Regions from separate parts of the Mus musculus genome. Here region 2 is linked to region 1. The links are chromatin contacts, called in public Hi-C maps. All regions are on one chromosome and are shown on one strand. Each heading gives the region's core, a stretch centred on a gene start, on an enhancer-like site or on the middle of the called end of the contact. The rest is flanking DNA. Distances are from core to core; before and after follow the strand shown. Region 1 has its middle 36 kb from the start of Gm39350. Region 2 has its middle 17 kb from the start of Gm34770.

The links. Hi-C and Micro-C count contacts between places; a contact is called where the count stands out from the background.
Region 2: a Hi-C map of cerebral cortex shows a contact between it and region 1, with 3 times the contacts expected there. The contact joins two enhancer-like sites. A contact is called at or near these places in 6 of 484 Hi-C or Micro-C datasets (astrocytes, cerebral cortex, cortical neurons and 3 more) and 7 of 115 datasets of contacts at active chromatin or transcription factors (CD8 T cells, embryonic basal ganglia, embryonic stem cells and 3 more).

What each region holds. Positions count from the first base shown.
Region 1 is chr9:61,556,042-61,562,376 of GRCm38.p6, forward strand. No RefSeq gene overlaps it. Among named protein-coding and RNA genes, the nearest start is that of Gm39350, 36 kb to the right of the region's middle. Within about 2 kb of position 2,875, at least 49 of the 459 cell types and tissues checked have an H3K27ac peak or open chromatin away from gene starts, as enhancers often do. A contact at or near this core is called in cerebral cortex, where this site is marked.
Region 2 is chr9:61,674,934-61,681,268 of GRCm38.p6, forward strand. No RefSeq gene overlaps it. Among named protein-coding and RNA genes, the nearest start is that of Gm34770, 17 kb to the left of the region's middle. Within about 2 kb of position 2,383, at least 24 of the 459 cell types and tissues checked have an H3K27ac peak or open chromatin away from gene starts, as enhancers often do. A contact at or near this core is called in cerebral cortex, where this site is marked.

The sequences.
Region 1 (6,335 bases), core at 1,625-4,124:
AGAAAAACATTAACTGTAATTCCGAAGTCTACTATGTTGGGTGTTTTTTTTGTTTTGTTTTGTTTTGTTTTTTTGTTTTGTTTTGTTTTTGTTTTGTTTTCTTTTGTTTTTTCTGAAAATTGGGGAAGAGATGAAAGGTAAGGTAGATCTGGCAAGAGTGGAATGAGCATGCCTCAGAGGGTGTGCACAGCAGTGGAAAATGGGATGTGTAGGGTGGTTTCACAGACAAAAGAAAATTTGAACAGCCATGGTAGAGATGAGGTTGTCAGTCCAGGAGACAAGTGGTGGAGGAGCTGTTTAGAGAGAGTGATCTACTGAGCTCTGGGATCTACTGACTGAGCAGAGCTCAGAAGACGGAGCCCACAGTCTCAAGGGCAGGACGGAGCTGCTAGGGCAAAGGTCAAATGCACGGAGCTGAGAGGATGTGCAGATCACAGAGAGCTTTGTCGGCCATCTTGAGGGACCTTGCTCTGCATGGTGTGGAAGATCGTTGCGTGGTTCTGAGCACAAGAGACTTGAACTATTTTTCCAAAGGCTCTGCGGTTCCATACTAAACAGATCTGGGGCTGAGAAGACAGCTCGTTCAGTGAGTAAAGTTCTTGTCATGCAAGAGCCAGGACCTGAGTTCCATTTCCAACACAAACATGAAAGGTGAGGCAGGAGGGTGAGCGAACTGAGCGAGTGAGCTCTTGAACTCTGAGCATCAATGAGGCAGAAACAGCAGATTCTTAGTGGCTCACTGGCCAGCCATCCTGCCCCCAACTAGAGAGAGCGGGTAGGGTGACAGAAATGGGACCTGGGAGACTCAGGAAATAATGTGCTCATAATGTTGGGCACCTTATATGGTGACAGTGGCTTGCACTGGGGGGTGGTGTGGCTTAGCAGGGAAGTAGGGACAGTGGCCAGAGTGTGGATCCAGCTGAAGCTGCTTTATTGGACATGGGGGGGGGAGGGTGGAGGAGGCACCAAATATTTCAGATGAGCAGTAGGCTAGAGGTGTTACTGGTGCCGTAGGGAGGCTGTGGGTGGAGAGGGTTTGGGGAGGGGGTGGCTTAGGGACTTTGGATTTGTGGAGTTTGTGATGCCTGTTAGACATCTAAGTCAAGATGTTGAGTGGGTGTTCGGATATATCGACTGACGTCCAGGAAAGAGGTCTGAGCTGGAAATATAAATGTGGGCGGCATTAGCATAGAGCTGGTATTTAAAGCCACAAGACTAGGTTGCCATGAGCCTTCCTCCCACATGGCTTCTGATCGGCCTATAGCCAAAGCTGTTCAGAAGACAAGCAAGACCCCACTGGTAGTAACACCCAGATCTCACAGGTTCCTTGTCCTCAACTGCTACTCCTTAGGGAGTCTTCCAGGGAGCCTTGGCCAGGCCACGAGTCCCATTGCCTTCTGATACAGGCTCAGCCTCCCAATCATCACAGTCCCTAATGTGTGCTAGGAGGATCGCCACCATCCTTACACCACAGCTCTCAAGGTCCAGAGACTAGACGTACACAGGGACACATGTCTTCTTGCCTCTTTCAGACTTGTGTGTTGGAGACTTACGAAGCTCTTGTGAGTTCAGGTCTAAGCTCTGGGTGGCCTGTTCGTTCCCCCAACTCCATGCATTTGACCCTTCTCTTGGAGCTGTCTGATGCCACACAGAGTATACCAGGGAGGGCACAGTGTCATGAAGTCAACACGGCACATCTTAATCATGTGTCAGTGTTCTTGACGAGTAAAATAAAAGATAGAATAACTAAATATCCTAATAATGATAACAATTTTTTGAAAATTAAAGCCTCAAATTAGATTAGAAGCTGATATCAACTCCAGATTCACCTGTATATGCGTCCATTGTAGCTCTTCCTCAGATATCCCTAGGACCTCGTAATACCTTCCCATGGGTGGTGAACGATGCAATTTGAAGTTCTAGATGCTGTCAGTGATTGTAAAGAGAGCAAGAGGGGAAGGTGGGGGAGAGCTGTGAGTTAAGTTTCTTAGCTGGGTGGGGTTAAGATAGCAGTTCCTGGAAAAGAACTCAAAGGAGACGGAAGTGACAAAAAGGGGCAGTGGATTCCACCAGAGGGAAAACTACATAGGAAGTAGTGTTTCCCAAAGTCCTTTTAATGAGGGCTCCCAGGATCACCCAAATCTGAAATCAACACTAGGTCACTGACAGTTCAAGGTTCAAGGATGAGGCTTCCTTGGGAGGCAAAGTCAATACTTTTCAAAGTCAAGAAGGCAGGAGGCTCATTGACCCGATCAAGGACAAGTCAGGAAGAGACTGAGTGTCAGATGTGACAGGTGCCATGTGTGCTACATGTGCATGGAAACATGCAGGAGTTCCAGGGAACACGGCCCATGCCCATCCCCTCAGTCAGGCAGCCCATACCCTGTACCCAATGAGCGATCCCCAGAGCCAAACTCAGCATCAAGGTCTAAGCCATGAGTTCCAAGTGACGCAAGAGTCAGATCACCAGCACTTTGGAGCCTGTTAAATATACTCGTCTCTGGTCTCCTCTTTTAGACCTGAGTCATAACCTAAGACATGTTTTGGAAGTGCCTTAGGTCTCCCGGGTTAAGTTCCACGTCTCTGCAAATGTCTCACATGGGGTGTGGTCCGGTTCTTGATGTCCACCGCCTGGGTACTGTGCCAGGGAATGGACTGCATCCAGGGAAAGTAGAAAGCTATGTAAGACGCGGACGGTGCCCTCAGCTAGTTCAGAGACACGAAGAGAAAGACAAATGGTAACTTCAGGAATGAATCCAAGGCGACGGAATTATGCCTCTCCAAGCAATGCTACTGGGAACTAGGGAATGTGACCCACTCAAAGGCTATGAGATCATAGGACGGCCTGAGCCAGGCTCTCTCATTAACTGGCCAAGGGATTCTCAAACTGTGGTGCAGACACTGAGCCAGAATTCCAGCTGGCCCAGAGGGGAGTCTGGGTCTCATTGTGTCTGCTGGCCTGATGGGCTGGCAACGCCACAGGGAGAATAACTGCCTGGGGGCGGGTGGGGGGGGTGTCATGGTTGGACCAGCTTGTCCCTAGATGTTGAGAACAGATGTGAGGCACACAGAACGAGAGGCAAGGGTCTTCCTCTTGGCCCAGCTCTGCCAAATGCTGTGGTGCAGAGTCTTTGGGATAACCCCAGGACTTCTGCTTCCCCGACTCAGGCAGAGCAGAGCTATCTGTGAGGTAATTTTCCTGCTCGTGGATAGAAGTGCATGTTTCTCCCCTGCTTTGCAGCCTAGGAGAACTGCAGGCATCGTGATAGTTATTCACAGAGCAGTGGACACGTTTGAACACGAAACGTTCCCCCACTAGGGCTGTGACTCAACACAGCACTGATAGGAGATGAGAGGAAGAGAGGAGAAAATCCTTGCAACTCGTGGGTCAGCTGGGCTGGTGTGTATATGTTGGGGAACAATAAGGAGACATGTCAAACAAGGTGGGAGGCAAGGACCAACTCTGGAGGTTGTCTTCTGACACCCATATGTACACTGTGGTTTGAATGTGTCAATAGTGACAGACATGAACACACACATTAAAAAATGAAAATATTGAAGGGTTGGTCCCCAGCAGACATGCCATTTGGAAGGTGCTTGATGTTTTAGAAGGTAGGGCCTATGTGGAGGAAGTAGGCCCTGAGGGCACATCCTTTGTGGCTCTATCCTGTCAAGGACCACTCTCTGTCTTGCTCTCTGCCTCCCATCATTCGTGAGATTGATGGCTTCCTCCTTAAGCTTCTCTATGACGCTCTCTCCACTTTACCTCACTCTCAGAACCACCAGAGCCAAGCCCGGGGACCCAAATTCACCGCTGTGTGACAACACAGGCTCCCCTTCCTTTCAGCTGTTTCGGGTTTTTAATCGTAATGTTTTAAGTTTTATTTTATAAAATGTATATACAACAAATTTGCAAATAAAAATACCACTAAAAATTAACCAGACCCTCAAAATCGATATAACTCAGTGAAGTCCCACACAGTTAGAATGGGTGTTCAGAACGGGAGCTGTAGGGTTAACACAATCCCTGTTACCACTGTTACATTTTACCCTCTCACCAATGGGTGCATCTAGCACCAAACCCCCAAATGTCTGTGACAGAGTTAGACTTAGAATAACTTTATATCGTCGATCATGACTTGTGTCTGTCACCTGCACTGAGCCTTCAGTCTCTCCTCACCCCCTCATGTTTAGCCTTTCTTTTTTCTACATGTTATATGTACTCATGTGTACAGTGGCTTACATATACACATATGCTATTGGTTAGATTCTGCATATGAGAAAGAACATGCAGGTTTTTTTTTTGGTTTTGAGATATGTGATCTCACTTATACATTCTAAGTCCAATTATTTCCTGTAAATTCTTAAACTTCTTTTCCTTTAGTATTTAATAGTATTCTATTCTATTCCACACACATATGTATATTTACCAATTTTTCATTATCTGTTTTCTGTTGATGGACAATGAGGTTGTTATAGCATCCCAAATGTAACACAAACATCAGGGGAGACTGATTCCAGACTAGGGTACAATTCTTAGCAAAAATGTAGCATAAGAGAGTTAATGCCCAGTGTCCATGTCCACTTTTTGTGGGTGGCAGCAAGACGGACATCTGGGATCTCCACTTGAGACTTTTCCTGTGTATCCTCAGAAATACTTTTACAAGGAGGAGATTCCTGGCACAGAGCCCCACACCAGCAGGTGAACAGAAAGATTCAGAAGAGTCTGGTTGGTACTACTCGATGATAAGGATTTTTGTGAACCAACAAACTGATGGAGCCCAGAGAAATTCAGTGGGTCACAAAAATGGTCAGACTGTGGGGGCATGGGAGGTGGGGTTGGGAACACTCAGCATCTTCGTGGGCCATAGACAGAGGCAGTGGTCTCAGCCCAGCGCCTCCCCGGAGGAGGCGTCCTTCAGCTGTCTGAGGGTCTGAAAGCCTGTGTGACGTAGTTCTGCTGATTCCCACCGACCACGCACCAACCTCACAGCACCTGAAGTCACTTAGGAAACAAAGTTCTGCGTGTGTCTGTGTGGAAGCTTCCAGATCAGGTTCTTGGGGAGATCCAACCTGACTGTGGTGGCGCCATCCCATTGGCTGGAGACCCAGACGGAATGCAAAGGAGGCAGGAAACTGAGCAGCAGCGTCCACCTCTCGATGCTTCCTGACTGGGGATGTCACATGACCATCTGCCTCAGGCTCCAGCCATAATGTACTCAGTCTATGAACTGTGAGCTAAAATAAGTCCTTTCTGAGTAGGACTTAATACAGAGGTACTTGTAAAGACAGGGCAGAGTATGTGGAAACCACTGGCTATCTCCATATTGCTTACCCAAGGCACCTGGCAAATGGCCCACCTGAAAGGTGGACACAGATTAGCATCTTCTCTGGGAAGGGTCCCCTGAAGATGGATTCCCATATACCATCAGCAGGTACTTCACTCACCACAGAAGTTCCTAGCTGGCTGCCAGGAGCCATGTTGGGAATGCAGTCTTATCATTTATCCCATTATGTCTCAGGTGATCTCTACCTCAAATACTCACAGGGAGGGCTGTGCTTGTCAAATAAGCCACTCGATCTACAGACAGAATATAATCAGGGCCCTGGAAAAAGTTCTCTGAGCCACTAATGACTCCATTCCCTCTCCTTACGCTATTTAGCAAGCGCCTGGCATCAGCCTCAGCCCCCCAGATCCTGACAGGAGGTAGAAGGCTGTGAGATCCACCGGGGAGATTAATGGCTCCGTCTAATTTGTTCTGAGCTTCCCGGGAGCCGCAGGGAAGATCTCAGAATCGCCTCCTCCTCTGAAATACAGAAGAAAATAAAATAAAAGGTTGTGACAGAGATTTAAATGAGAATAAAATGCCAATTAACTCAGAGGTATTGAGCTAGACTCTGCTTCTCAGAAGGTTCCCAGGTCTCACTTGGCGGATCAGTTTCAATTCTGCCACCCCCACCCCCCAAGCACCAATGGCCACACTGGGAAGCCGGCCTCAGAGCAATCCAGAACCCGGTTGGTGCCAGACCCACGACTTATCACTTTAATTGACAGTTACACCCTACGATGCTCCTATCTTTACCAAATGGGTTCAATTTAATTTGAAATGGTGAGTTTTTCTTTTCCCCTACTGAAATATTTAGTTCAGCGGGCTTTCCCATCTTCACACGCCACTACTCTCCCATTCTGTTCCAAACACACACACACACACACACACACACACACACACACACACACATATGAACCCCTCTGCCCATGATTTATTTAGAAAAGATCTGACTTTCACCCACTCTGTAATTATACAGCCTATCGACCCGAGCACCTATCCTTTGGA
Region 2 (6,335 bases), core at 1,133-3,632, 120 kb after region 1:
ATTGCAGTCTAACAACCCCATTACAGCTTCTTGGGCCTGCTGGGAAGACTCCATTGGGCTACCTGGTCTCTTGACATCAGGATGATGGGAGAGGATAAAGGCCTATATTGGATAAAGTTGCCATCTTTTCAGTAATTTGCTGCCCAACGATGAACAAATCTATAGACAAAACATTCTTAAAGATGTCTTCCTTGGGGGTGGGGATGTGGCCCAGTTAATCCACTGCTTACCAGGCTAGCACAAAACACCAGCTCAATCCTAGCACTTCCATTGGGTCTGACTGTACAAGAGCCAGTATTTGGGAGATGGAGGTTGGTGGATCTGGAATTCAAGGTCATCCTGGCTACAAACCAAGCTTGGATCTAGCCTGGGCTATAGGAGACCCTGTCTCAAAAAGAATTTCCCTTCTGGTCTGGAAGGTTCCAGAGAATCCTGTCCCATTCTAATGAACTGATTGATTTGCAAGAAATTTTGGGTTGGCCAGTGGGAGCAGAGGCATCCAGGGAAAGGATGAAAAAGAAAAGCCATAATCAGACACAGGACAGGAAGAGCCCCTGCCAGATGTCAGGCTTCTGAGTTTCAGCCATCAGAGATGCAGTCATCGGGCTTTGGTCAAGGTGACCTTGAACCACAGCGTTGTCTGTAACACAGCCCTGGGAACAGAATGAGTGCCAGGATTCCCAGGCCACAAGGGTACTGTTTACTAAAGAAACACTCCAACCCATACACTCTTGAATCTCTTCAGTCTCTCCCTCATCCATTCAGAATAGACTATACCTGTAGTTAATAGCTTTTAGGATCAATTGCTACAAAAAGAGACATCTGATAACATGAATCTTCAAGAAAGACATACATGAATTGAGGTAAAGGGCAGGGTTAAAAAGCTATGTTAGGGTTCATCCTGTGACTGCTTCCCCTCCCCCCACATGCCTTAGGAACTTTGTTCCATGTGCTTCCATAGAGTGGATGGTCCCCTCTTCCACCTAAGTCACACACGGTCCAACCCTCGTCAGAATCCTCTGAGTCTCTGGCTACTATAAACAGCCCGCAGATGAAGCACGTGTCAAGAAGGACCCGTCAGATGCTCCCAAGGGGACTCTAATGGATGCTAGGATTAGGTTTGAGAAGTTTGGGGCTGTGGTGGCTGGCTTGTGGAGAGAGCAAGTCTAAGGCCTCCCTAGAAAGGGGAGGCCTGTTAACCACAATTCCAGCCATCTATGAAGCCATCTGTATTTCTTTGACCTTATAAGTTACCTTTTTACTTAAAATTGTTTGGCTTGGGTTTCTGCCACTTAACTAATTTAGTTATTTAATCTTGGCATGTAATTTTAGCTGTGAGTCTCCTGGATGACAACGGAAAGAACGGTGGTAAAGCACAACGCTCTTATTCTCTAGCACCCTAAGGCCCAAACCATAAAACAGATTCTTTTCTCAGGGGCGCAAGCCCTTCTTTGGCATCGGCGAGTGGCCCAGAGCAGTGCCTTCCACAGATGTTTCAACAATGAGACAGACATATTCTTCCTGTGGCAGGCTGCCTTGGAGACAAAAGGCAAGCAGCAGACACATATCATCAGTTAGTGCTTACAATGAGGACTCCCACTGGCTAGCCCAACATCTCTTGCAAATTGATCAGTTCATTAGAATGGAACAGGGTTCTCTGGGGGCTTCCCAGATCAGAAAGGAAATCCTTATCTTTTTGAGACAGGGTCTCATTAGCCCAGGCTAGACTCAAACTTGATTTGTAGCCAGGATGACCTTGAATTCCTGATCCACCAACCAGAGAGGCCTCAGCCTGTCCCATCTTCCTGGGTCCTGTGACACTTGGGCACAGTTCCTCCAACAGCTCCTCCAAGGTGTCACTCCAACACATCGCTTCTTTGGTTAGAAGGTTGGTGTTTCCTAGCAAGGGACTACAAAGCCATATTACACTCACTGCTAAGTAAACAAATGCTTGAGGCTGTGTTTTACTGGTTCCATACCATCTGCCATCTGGTTTGGGGGAGCAAGGAAAGCTGTGGTTTTGTTGGGTTTGTGTATATGTGTGTGTTGCTGTTGTTGAGTTTGTTTTTTTTTAATTTTTTTTTTAAAGTTTAGGGTTTGTTTTTTTTCCCCCTCCATGAAAATTCTGAGGTTGAACGCTGGCAACAGTAAGGGGCTGCTTCAAAGCCCTCTAGTTTCCCACATCTTACACTCAGCTAAACGTTGGAGGCTGGTCTGGGTCCCCATCTGCTAGGCAGCCTGTTGTGTGAAAATGAGATCTATACATACGCAGGGCTCCTCGGGCCAGCGTCCAAGATCTGAGGGATCATTCTGAGCAAGCCGTGAGTGGTGGCTAGTGACTGTGGACTCGATGCTCGCAGAACAGGCGACAGTGGGTGGGAGCATGCGACAGGAGACTAGAGGAAGCCTGTCTCCACAGCAGAGCTGTCAGGGAGCGCTGGCTCAGCCTTTGAGACCTGGGATGCTGGAGTGGAGATCTTGGAATGATAAGCATGCTTCAGGGGCTGAGTGGAGAATCAGCCCAGGCTTATTTAGAACCCTCCCCTTGGGAAGATGCACGGTGTGGGGGTGAAAGTGAGGTGTGTGTCAGGGGTGGAGGTGTGTGGTGCATTGTGGGGGTGGAGAGAGATATGTTGTGTGGGGGAGATGGGGTATACTGTATGGCAGGGGCAAGGTGCATCATATGGTGATGTCAGGGGTAACATGCATTGTGTATTGAGAGTAGGGTAAAGCTCAATAGCCCAGCATGGCCTGCAAACGGCTTTGCATACTGGAGCTCTCTGAAAGGGGAGATGTGTTCTTTGAGCAGTTTTTGTAACCCTTGCCCTGACTTCTGCTTCTTTATCTATCAAACAAGACAGAGGTGGGTCTCGGTTTTACCACAGAACCTGGAGAGCATGGAAGCCGACTGAGGCTGGAGGGTGGAGCCTAGCACATGTATGTTGAATAAAAGGATTGAAGACACTCATCTGAGTGACCAGGGCCATGTGAGAGCCTGACTAGTGAAGCCACAGCCTCCAGGTTGTGAAAAGGCCAAATTTGTAGCTTTGGAAATTTTATATTTAAATATGACATGCCTAATATTTCCATACTAGCAGCTGGTAAAACTATTAGAAATTATTCCGGTCACGTAAGATTTGTCTGTAACCCACAGAAGGCACCCCAGATCTCCAGCTGGTGTCCATGGAGGAACTGGGTCAGACTGGAAAGAACCATAGACTGCCGTGCGTGGCTTTGATGAGAGCTAAAGAGGCCCAGACCAGGCTAAGCGAGATGGTCCTGCCCTGTCCTGCAAGAACTGTGGCCGACACATCACTGTCCTGGCACTGGCACCTCCAGGCGTGGCCTACAGAGCTGAAAGGGCTTTCCCAAAGGTGCTACCTTGATGCTCACATCCGAGACAGCTATGAGGTTCTAGTCGCTGGAGAGGGCAGCATCCACACGTACCCTTCATCTTTATTTCAAAAGTCACTGCTGGGAGACAAATGAGCTCTACATGGCTGGGCTGTTGTCTGTGTCCATGTGACCATGTCTCACGCCTGTGCACATGTGGTGTCCCTGTGTAACTCTGACGTATACATGTACACGATTGTGGTGCACCGCCTGGATGGTAGTCTGCTCCCTCCCCTCCACCAAGTCAGCAAGCCGGTAGTTATACAAAGTGACACTTAGGTGACCCATCTCTGATTACATGTGGGCCCTCTTGGGAATCAGTCCTTGTAGTCTGGGCAGCTGGAGAATTTTTACATGATTTTTCTCTGGATTTTTCGGGGCTGAGGTTTCTCTGTACCCCAGCTTTGGAGAAGGCCTTGGGTCATCTGACGTTCTCGGTGAAGAGTCCTAACTGGAATTCTCCAGTAACCCTCCTCATTTGCATTTCCAATCGTGTGACCAGATCATGTCAGTAAAATAACTCAGAGTCCTCTTTTCCCCCTTTAATGGATCTCATGTATTTGACATGAAGCCATTATACTGTATGTCCCAAGTTTAAAAATGACTGTCTATGCAAGCTTGGTGATGACTTTAAAACAACCGCCCAGGGAGAAGCCCAGACCTCACCAAGACTCCCTTCTTGCCATGTGATCTTGGACACACTCTCTGAGGCTGGCTGATCTAAGTCACCCCTCCCCGAGTCCTTCCTATCTCAATGCTCCAGGGCGAGAGTTAGGTAACCCAGGCACGGTGAAAACTCACTACCAAAAGGTCCCAGGGAAACCTAGAGCAGCTAGATCACTAAACCAGACCTGTGAAGAAGAACTGGTCCCCTGACAGACTGGGAAACTGAGGCCCAGCATAGTGGGGCATCTGGGGAAAGGTGGGTTGATGGAGAGGCTCTCTTTCTGAAGAGCAAGGGCTCTCAGGGACTTGTAAATCCTTTTGGGGGGCAACCAGGCTGGAAGTGAAGGGCCTCTCTGAGGAGACCCGGAGGCAGTTAAAGAAAATAACTAGCTAATTTGCTGCTTAGTCAGGCGTGGGTCTATCTCACATTCTAAAACTGAGGTAACAGCTGATGTGATTTAAGAGCCCACGGAGATAAAATGAAGTGTAATTACTTCACGTTATTTTATTTTCTGTGACATTCATGCAAGACACCCCTACTCCACTTTCACCTGCATCAGAAATGCTCTCTCTCCACTAATGTGCACTGCAATCTTCCCAGGCCTGTCTGTGCCTGACTGGGCTCCATGACGTCTGGCCATGATGGGCCAGCTTTGGGGAGTCCTTAGTGCCTCAAAGAGGGCAGACTTTGAGGGACAAAGAAAGAAGGGTAACTAAGACATTCTGTATCTCTCTTACACACACACACACACACACACACACACACAGAGAGAGAGAGAGAGAGAGAGAGAGAGAGAGAGAGAGAGAGAGAGAGAGAGCAAGAAAACCACATCCAGTCTGGACTGAAAAAGCAACGGTGAAGGGTGACTACCCCACCCAGTAAATCAAGATGTGGGATTCAAACCACTTCCGCCCTCAGCTTCAGGTCAAGAGCGTCACGTATCTGCATAAGACCTCACAGGGGCGGAGTTGCTGCTGCCAGGATGGGAGTGCAAAACCCCACTCAGGTGACAGGTCACACACCCATGGACACAGCCAAGTAGAGGAGAGGCCAGAATGAAATGACAGATCTGTTCACCTCACGAGACAGGACCACTGGACTCCATTCTCCAAGATCCCAAGGACACAGAGGTGTATAGGCCACAGTCCTTGAACCAAACCAAGATGGCTCTGGCACCAATTCCTGCTGAGCTTCTGCAATGTTCTATACCCATCTCCTAGGCCTGAGATTCTCTCTATGTAGGGACCCCTCATGGACTCAGACACTGAACCCACAGGGTATATTAAGAGGCTCAGACCCGGGCTGAGGCAGTGACTCAGCTAGTGAATGGAGTTTACCCTGACATGGCCTGATGACCAAACGCCCACCCCTGGAACTCATGTAAAGGTAGCAGGAGAAAACCAACTCCACAACATTGTCTCTGCCTACACACACACACACACACACACACACACACACACACACACTACAGAATGTGCGTCCACATACACTAACTTCAATGATAACATAATAGAGGTGACTTTTGAAGGGGTCCAGCCCTTCACTTCAGAGGGCATACTGGTTGACGGCCAGTAGCCCTCTTTGTGCAGAAGGCTCTCTCTACCGCTGGCAGGCATTCCCCATTATCCCAGATGCAAGGAGCCTTAGAGACCACAGTTCTTAGTTTTAGGTGCTGAAGCTACTAAGCTCCTTTCCATCGGATTCCCCATCCCCTTGGGGAGCTTATGATGTTGCTCCAGTGAACTGGCCCACGCCTGCCTGCTGTGCAAGGATCCCAGGTTGTCAGTCTCTCGTCTGCAGACAACTGCAGCCCCTGCGGCGTTACCCAGTCTCAGCTGTGTCTGTAATGTCTATGCAGGCTTATAGACTGGGTCAATTCTTTCTCTCCTTCTGATCTCATCTCTAAAGTGGGGAGGCTAGACAGAGGAAGAGCTTACTCCTTTTCCACATTTGGCTTTGTGTCTGTCCCCAGGGACACCCCGGAGCAAGGACTCAGCCAGTAAGGGCAACAACGCCACAGCAGTCGTGAATGGAAGAGAAGCCCTATGTTTCCACGTTCTGGGTCCAGTGTGCATTCTGTGCCCTAGAGACAGAGACAGGGAGGCAACCCCACAGCCTGAGATGAGGAAGTACGCTCTCCACATCTGAGCTACTTCTAGGGTGAGGGAGGGGCCTCAACTTGATGGTTTCTAGGGAGAGAGAGTTTGTGGCAGGAAGCAGGCCAGAAAAAAAAAAAAAAACCTAAAAACAAAAACAAAACCAGAATCAGCCGGGG